Linked DNA regions of Mus musculus: regions 1 and 2 are each linked to region 3. The links are chromatin contacts, called in public Hi-C and HiChIP or PLAC-seq maps. All regions are on one chromosome and are shown on one strand. The core of a region is the stretch at or near the end of the contact, and the rest is flanking DNA. Distances in the headings are between cores, read along the strand shown. Region 1 has its middle 14 kb from the start of Tor1b. Region 2 overlaps Ncs1 (neuronal calcium sensor 1). Region 3 overlaps Fnbp1 (formin binding protein 1).

Region 1 (2,758 bases), core at 109-2,608, 130 kb after region 3:
GGGTATTCAGCTGTGGTGGGGACTAGCCTGGCCTAACATTCATGTCTTACTTGCCAACCAGGATGTCAGTTCCAAGGGACATCTCGGGAGTTAAAACTATCCTCGACCCCTACTCAAATGGACGTCTCTCTCCAAATGGCTTCTTACATTGGTGCAAGTGTCTCTCTTATGCTGGGTCCATCCCAGGGGCAGCTTATGAACAACCATAAAAGCTCACACACAGGGCAGGAAGTGCTGAGGCGAGGTCGGTTCAGGTCCAAGCTTACTGCGGCTAACTATACAAAGCAGTTCCAGCTGACCTCTACGTGATTGGATCCCAAGATCACCAAAGCCCAGCACATCACAGAATCTGCAATTCATTCAGGCATGAGAAAGTCTCCTAGTAACAGTACATGAGAAAGCTTCCTAATAACAGCACATGGGAAGGTTTGCTTATACCATTGGTAACAGCACAAAATGGCAGGCTAGGCAGGCAGCAGCTATCTAGGCCTCAACATTTTACCTAGACCCTAACAGTCAGGTCTCCTAGAACTGAAGTTACAGGTGGTTGTGAACTGCCATGTGGGTGCTGGGAACTGAACCCAGGTTCTCTACAAAAGCAACAAGTATTGAATGATTATTTTATTTATTTATTTATTTATTTATTTATTTAGGTTTTTCAAGACAGAGTTTCTCTGTGTAGCTCTGGCTGTCCTGAAACTCACTCTGTATATTTATTTATTTATTTATTTATTTTTAAAATTAAACATTTTAAGTTTAATTGCCTTGTATAGCCGGAGGCTGGAGCTGTATGGGAGGAAACAGCGAGAGAAATAACGAGACCAAGACAAAATTTCTGATCCAGGCCCAATGTTTACTAAGAGTCTGTGCTTATAAAGGAGGGAGGCCCATCCCCTGCCACGCCAGGCTTCTTGATGCTTTGCTGCCAAGTTGTTAGCACTTGGTCTGCCAGAGCTGTTAGCACTAGGTCCAATCAACAGGTTGTCAGCTTAACTCAGGAATATCTCAGGAAGACAGGTTCAGCCTCTCAGTGGGGCATCTTGGAGAAGAACACAGGTGGCAGAACAATAGACCTGGGTCGGAAGACTCCACCCTCCATGGTCTCATTCACAGCTGCAGAACAGGTCTGAGTCGGCCTGCTCAAGGCTGGGGGAGGCTATAGCCTTGAACTGAGCAATGATTGCTCCATTCTAAACCTCCCAGGCAGCCAGGCTTCCTCCCAGACCACATTCCCATCTTACTTGCAGTTTTCCCATCCTTTTTGCTCTCTTCTCCTGAGGCTTCCTGGACCTGTCCTCATGGCTCCCCTCCTTCCTTCCTGTCCCTTTCTCCACCCCTCCTAGAAACGGGAGTCCCACCTTATTCTCTCTAAAGCTCTATATTGGCTCCTTGGCTTTTATTGGCAGGGCAGAGAACGAATGAATGAGGAGCAATGTTTAAGCAAACTTGGGACAGGAGCATCTAAGGATAACATAAAGAAGCCACAGCCACGTGGAAACCAGGTAGTGGGATAGAGAGATCAGCATGTGAGATAATGCAAGGGTAAACTTTACACAGTGGGGAGAACATTTGGCAGACAAACAAGCGCTCTGAACTGCTCAGCCATCTTTCCAGCTCCCATTTTTTTTCTTCTTTTAATTACATTTGGCCAAATGTGGTGGCACATGCCTTTAATCCTAACACTTGGAATGCAGAAGTAGGAGAACCTCTATGAGGACGACAACAGGCTGGTCTACATCATGAGTTCCAGATCAACCAGAGCTACAGACAAACAAACAAAAAATTACATTTATTTACTTTATTGTGTATATGTATGGGTGTGCGTGTATGTCACAGTGCAAGTGTGGAGGTTAGAGGACAGCTTTTGGGAGTTCATTTTCCCTTTTGTGATGGCTGTTCTTGCTTGTCAACATGACTACATATGGAGTTAACTAAAACCCAGGCTGCTGAGTATACCTGTCAGGGACTTTCCTTGATTGGATAGTTTGAGGTGGGGAGAACCACCTTAAATCTGGGCCACACCTTCTGTTGGCAGTCTATTCAAAGGACATGGAAGCAGGAAACTGGCTCTTTGCTGTTTGCCCTCGCTCTCACTGCCACGTCCGTTTCCGTTTCCCCCATGGACTGAACAACTGATGGATTCTTGGACGTTGTGTTGGTGAACGGCCATTGTTGGACTAGTGTAGGCATAGTGTTGTGCACTGAGTAAAGATTATTCTTGTGTTATGCAAACGCTGATTGTCTGTCCTCACATCCTGTTTCAGTCCCGGCACAGCATTGTGCTGCTTATACCAAGAATCTACTGTCTCAAGTTTGTGTAAACAATTCTTTTTTTATTATTATTAGATATTTTCTTTATTTACATTTCAAACGCTATCCTGAAAGTTCCCTATACCCTCCCCCCGCCCTGCTCCCCTACCCACCCACTCCCACTTCTTGGCCCTGGCGTTCCCCTGTACTGGGGCATATAAAGTTTGCAAGTCCAATGGGCCTCTCTTTCCAGTGATGGTCGACTAGGCCATCTTCTGCTACATATGCAGCTAGAGACACAAGCTCTGGGGGTACTGGTTAGTTCATATTGTTCCACCTATAGGGTTGCAGACCCCTTCAGCTCCTTGGGTACTTTCTCTAGCTCCTCCATTGGGGGCCCTGTGTTCCATCCAATAGTTGACTGTGAGCATCCACTTCTGTATTTGCCAGGCACTGGCATAGCCTCACAGGAGACAGCTATACCAGGGTCCTGTCAGCAAAATCTTGC
Region 2 (2,700 bases), core at 117-2,616, 190 kb before region 3:
ATTCTTGGTGTGTCTTCTGACTTCAGGCAACTGAACTAACCTCGCTGGGCCTCAGTTTCCTCCTGTGAAAAATGGGAGCAGTGATGCCTTCCTGGTAAGATGAGATTAAGACACAGGAGTTTTAAGTTCCTCATCTAACAATCACAGCAGGCCACACCCTGAGTGGGGCTTTGGAGGTACAGCAGTGACCCCCATGGCTCCTGTCCTCCAAGCTCCTCATATAACCAGGACAGACCTGAAGTACAAAGCTGTCTACTCACCCATGTGGTAAGAAAGACCAGAGTGATAAAAGCTCACTTAGTAGAGTGCTCGCCCAGTGTGCACAGAGCTGTGTTCCATCCCAGCGCCCTATAAGACAGGTCATTGTGGTGCTCACTGTGAATCCAGCACTTGGGAGGAAGAGCATCAGAGGGCAAGTTGGAGGCTAGCCTGGGCTACATGGAACCCTGTCTGGACATGGGGGAGCAGTAACCAGGGTGGAGGGAAAGGCTGTATAGAGGCTTGCCCAGAGGCAGAAAGCAGTCCTCTGACAGGCAAAAGTTTACAGCGCACAGTCAGTTGTGGAACTGCAACTAGGAGAAAGCAGCTGCCCGCCCAGCTCTGACCTCACAGAGCACAGAGGTGCCTCAGGTGGCCACATGCTGCTGGAACAAAGCCTTAGCCACAGGAGGCTGTTGTCATCCGGGCAGAGGGAACACGACAGGTGTCCTGAAGCATTAGCAACTGCCACTATTAATAAAGGTGTCACCGCAGCCACAGGATAAGCAGAGCATGGCAGGTCCTACTGGTAGGACCTGGGCATTCCTGCCTCTACCCCAGGAACCGCTCTGGTCAGGAGACCTCCTTCCTACAGCCCACCTTCCCACTTCCGCTCATGCCCTCCAGATCCCCTCCCCCAGCCCATGGTTGGTGACACACCAGGCTGACCGCCATTCACAGCTCAGGCACTCCTGGTCAGTCACGGTTGGGAATGTCACAGCCTGTGGAGCCCAGAACAGGATTGGGGAAAGGGTGATGAGGGATCCCTAATGAGACCCATCTCCCCCAAAGAAGGGTGCAATGCCCTACTGAGAGGATAACTAGCTGAACTGGCAGGGACCATGCTGGAGTGAAGTAGCCCCGCCTTCAGCTAGCCCCTCCCACTCCTCCCCTCCCGATCCATGCAGCGACCCTGCTCCAGAAACCCATCGGCAGACGCTGAGGTCTAGCTCCAGCAGAGACCCTGGAAAGTTCTGGCCATGAATTCCCGGGCGTCAGGCCAGGAGGACTGAAATACATAACAGCTCTAAGCAAATATGCTCTAGTGCTGCTTCTGGAGCTGGCCCTTTAAGAGCCAGGGTAGGGGCGTGGCCCTGATCTCCAAGGAGGAGGCACCCCAGTGACTCACCGCTGAGCTAGTGGTTCCGAGGTACTGGAGGACCCCAAACTGGCTGGGCAGGAGGGTGGCTGCTGTCAGTCACCCGTCAAAGTGACAGGTGCAGATGGGCAGATAGAAGCTTGCAGCACCAAGTCAGGCTGTGACCTTGACCACTGCACTCGCTGCTGCCTTCATCTTCTAGGTCTATAGAGTATTCCCAGCCACTTACGGCCTGTTTCCCAAGCCGCTTCTCTGTGGGGGCTGGGAGAGGACACGGACTTCAGGGGGTTAGCCACTGCACACCAATCTCGGCAGGCACCTACTGGAACAGATGCCTCCTGTCCTTCGTGGACGTGAACCTGAAGCTTAGGAAGCTAGCGTGCGCTTGCCCAGTGCGCACAAGGTCCTAGAATAGGTCCCAGCGCCTCACAGACCAGGAGTGGTAGTGCCACTGCTGAAGGTGGAGGCATGAGGTTCAAGGCTATCCTCAGCTACACAGGGAGTTTGAAGCCAACCTGGGCTACATGAGATGCTGTCAAGAAAAGAAGGAAGGAGAGAGGGGAGAAGGGAAGGAAGGACAGAGGAAAGGGGGCTGGGGAGATGGCCCAATGGGTAAAATGTCTGCTCTGAAATGATGAGGGACTGAGTTGAGATCCCCAGCATCCCAGGACAGAGTGTGGTGGGTGGGAGGGGGGAGAAGAGGCAGGGACCCTTGGCCAGTCTAGCCAATGGTGAGCTCCAGGCTCAGTGACAGATCTGTTCAAGAAATCAGGTAGAAAGCAGTTGAGAAAACACCCAGCCTGTGTCTATGTCTTCCATATGTGTATGCATGCACGTGTGAGCGCACACACTCGCACACACACACACACACACACACACACACACACACATATACATGAATGCATGTATTGATGCATGTGTGCACTCATAGCTAGGCCTATCTCTAACCTGGCAGCTCTCCTCCTTTCCTGTCCAGCTTAGCATGCTTGGTGGGCCCAGCACAGGACTGCTGTCACCAGCATCATCTTCCTCCTAGACCACGTCCAGGACACAGGTCCTGAGAGTAACCCTGTCCTGACACTGGTATCAGGCGAAGCTGCTGGCCCAAATCTCCTCTACCCTGACCTCCTCCTGCCTCCATCAGGGAAGGAGTACACAAGATGCTAAGCTGACATGCCACTTAAGCCCTCCCACAGGTGCCTATGCTGCATACATACGTCCCCCATTGTACCAACAGCTTGTCTTGACATTTAAACTGGCCTCACTTCTGTTTCTCCACCACATTATGGATGCCGTATAAGCCAGAGAACCAACAGTCCATGTTCCCTTGTGTCAGTACCACA
Region 3 (2,700 bases), core at 116-2,615:
GTTTGGGGCCAGTGACAGGCTGTCAATAAAGAAATGTGGCTGGTGCCTGAGGAACAATACCCTGGGCTCCAGCTCAAGTACATACACATGCACATGTACTCACCAACCGCGAAGGTGCGCGCACACACATGCGCACACACCAAAGAGAAAAATAAAATAAAATAAAATAAAATAAAGGAAGCATGTTTGTATTGGCTTGGTTTATGTGTCAACTTGACATGAGTTAGTGTCCTCAGAGAGGAAGGAGCCTCCCTTGAGGAACTGTCTCCTTGAGATCCCACTGTAAGGCATTTTTTTTTGGTTATCTGATCAATGAGAGAGGGCCAGCCCACTGTGGGTGGTGCCATCCCTGAGCTGGTCCTGGGTAGGCTGAGCAGGTCAGTAAGCAGCACCCCTCCATGGCCTCTGCATCAGCGCCTACCCTGTTCGAGTTCCCACTGTGACTTCCTCAGATGATGAGCAGCAATGTAGAATTGTAGACCAAAGAAACCCTCCCCTCCCTAACTAGCTTTTTGGTCATGGTGCTTCGTCGCAGCAATGGAAACCCTAAGACAATGTTGGTTTTGTTTCTGTATGAGCAGGACTCTGTGTGAGCCTCCTTTAGGGTGTTTCTTTTCTAAAGCTGCATTTACAAACCCTTTAAGTGTCTCTACCATGACCCAGAGAAGCAAATGCAGCGCTGTTATGTTAACCCCGGTGGCCTAGGCTGGCTGTGTGCCCTTGCCCTTCACCTTTCTCCAGAGCATCCTTGGCAATGGGTGTTGGGAGCTTTGGGGGCCCTGGGTGGAGTTGGCTGTTGAGAAAAGGTGGAGGGAGTGGAGTCCCAGCCCTCAGGAGACAGAGGCAGGCGGGTGTCTGTGAGTTCGAGGCCAGCCTGGTCTCCATGGAAAGTTCCATTCCAGGCTACCAAGGGCTAGCTACATAGTGAGATATCAGTTTCAAACACCCCATGATGAAAACACTCCTGACTGCTGCAATGGCAGTGTAGAAGCCAGGGGGTGGGGGGGAGCACGGTCTCGTCCTAGGGACCGTGACTCATTACCACGGCGAGTGTGAGCTCACACCAGGACTGTTTCCGGTCTCCTCTCTGGACAGGAGACTGCACAGCCTGTGCAGCTCGCAGAAGCTGCCTTTCTGCTTGAGTTAACAGAGATTTTGAATTCTACTTTGGGTAACTGGGGTACGGGGCAACAGAAAGCCTTTTATAGCCCTGTTTAGCAAGTGAATGGCCTCCGGATGGAGATCCTGGTCTCATTTGCTGTCTTTCTGTTTTGGGTTTTTTTGTTTTGCTTTCTCCTATTTCAATGACTGTGCACCAGAGTAACCCGCAGTCCTGGGACTGGAACTCTGTAAGACTGGAAAGAAAAAAAAAAAAAAAACAACTTGAGGAAATTGCTGGAATAGTTCAGGCATATTTCTTTGGTTAACTTATTTTGAAGTTTTTTCTGTTTTGTGTTTTCACTGCCTCATAATTTATCCCAGACAGACTGCATTGTTTGGCAAGCCCTTGGCCTAGCCGTTCCCAACACCAGCTCCCAGCACTCTGACTGAATAGAAATTGTCTCTTAGTTTTGAAGTTGAAAATGTATTCTAGATGCAACCCTTTGCTGGAAAAGTTCAACAATGCCACTTACACCACCACATGACAGGACAAAGACTGGCTTCTTCTCCCTTGTTCCTGCCCCTCCCCCCTCTGCTGGCTTCACAGAGCCGGTCCTCAGAGGCAAGCTTGCCTCTCCAACCTCTGACTCGGACAAAGGATGATATTCCTTAATAATTCAATTAGGCTATAAATATTGTTCATGCCGGTGGACTAGCATTGAGGTACAGCTCCCCACCCCCACCCCCACCCAGGGTTTCTCTGTGCAGCTCTGGCTGACCTCGCTCTGTAGACCAGGCTGGCAGAGATCCGCCTGTCTCTGGCTCCTGAGTGCTGGGATTAAAGGCATGCACCACACCGCTAGCTTGTGGTACAGCTTGTGTGTGTGTGTGTGTGTGTGTGTGTGTGTGTGTGTGTGTGTGTGTGTGTTAGTAGGTTTGATCCCGGTTGAGTGTGCATTGGGTGTGCTTTAGAAGCTGAAGAGAAAGCTTAAGGACACTTGCTGCTCTTGCAGAGGACTCACCACCCACATCAGGAGGCTCACAACCACCTACAATTCCACCTCCAGGGCATCCGACTCTCTTCTGGCTTCCACAGACAGCTGCACTCACTTGCTCTCCCCCTCACACACACAATTAAAAATAAATCTTAAAATATAGTTTTGACGTCTTTAAAACATTATATAAAGCTATGAAGCTTTCATTTCTTTTCATTAATTTTTTTTCATCATCATTATTATGTTGTTATTCTGAGACATGGTCTCACTGTGTATCCTTGGCTAGCCTGGAACTCACTTTGTAGACCAGGCTAGCCTCAAACTCACCGAGATCCTCTTGCTTCTGCTTCCTGAGTGCTGGGATTAAAGGTGTGTTACACCACACCTAGCCCACATTATTCTTTTTGAACCAGATTGGACATTGGGTTCTGTTTATCTGTTTACTTATTAATGCAGAGACTGATCTAACCCTTGTGCATGCGAAGCAGGCCCTGAGCCAAATTCCAGCCCTAGTTTCCAATTATCAGTTCAAATTACTAGCTGTTGAATAAAGCCAGTGCACTAGCTAGCTCTTTTCTTTTGGCTTGTTGTTTGTTGAGACGGA

What was found. Hi-C and Micro-C count contacts between places; a contact is called where the count stands out from the background. HiChIP or PLAC-seq counts read pairs in DNA pulled down with a chosen protein or histone mark.
Region 1: a contact with region 3 is called in an H3K27ac HiChIP or PLAC-seq map of embryonic stem cells, with 14 read pairs. The contact joins two enhancer-like sites. A contact is called at or near these places in 5 of 115 datasets of contacts at active chromatin or transcription factors (bone marrow-derived macrophages, embryonic stem cells, microglia and 1 more).
Region 2: a Hi-C map of CD8 T cells shows a contact between it and region 3, with 3 times the contacts expected there. The contact joins two enhancer-like sites. A contact is called at or near these places in 1 of 484 Hi-C or Micro-C datasets (CD8 T cells) and 2 of 115 datasets of contacts at active chromatin or transcription factors (embryonic stem cells and memory CD8 T cells).

Annotation. Positions count from the first base shown.
Region 1 is chr2:30,937,256-30,940,013 of GRCm38.p6, reverse strand. No RefSeq gene overlaps it. Among named protein-coding and RNA genes, the nearest start is that of Tor1b, 14 kb to the left of the region's middle. Within about 2 kb of position 1,358, at least 15 of the 459 cell types and tissues checked have an H3K27ac peak or open chromatin away from gene starts, as enhancers often do. A contact at or near this core is called in embryonic stem cells, where this site is marked.
Region 2 is chr2:31,257,752-31,260,451 of GRCm38.p6, reverse strand. The region is part of intron 1 of Ncs1 (neuronal calcium sensor 1); the gene reads right to left. Among named protein-coding and RNA genes, the nearest start is that of Ncs1, 13 kb to the right of the region's middle. Within about 2 kb of position 1,366, at least 228 of the 459 cell types and tissues checked have an H3K27ac peak or open chromatin away from gene starts, as enhancers often do. A contact at or near this core is called in CD8 T cells, where this site is marked.
Region 3 is chr2:31,067,311-31,070,010 of GRCm38.p6, reverse strand. The region is part of intron 6 of Fnbp1 (formin binding protein 1); the gene reads left to right. Among named protein-coding and RNA genes, the nearest start is that of Gm39786, 72 kb to the right of the region's middle. Within about 2 kb of position 1,365, at least 175 of the 459 cell types and tissues checked have an H3K27ac peak or open chromatin away from gene starts, as enhancers often do. A contact at or near this core is called in CD8 T cells and embryonic stem cells, where this site is marked.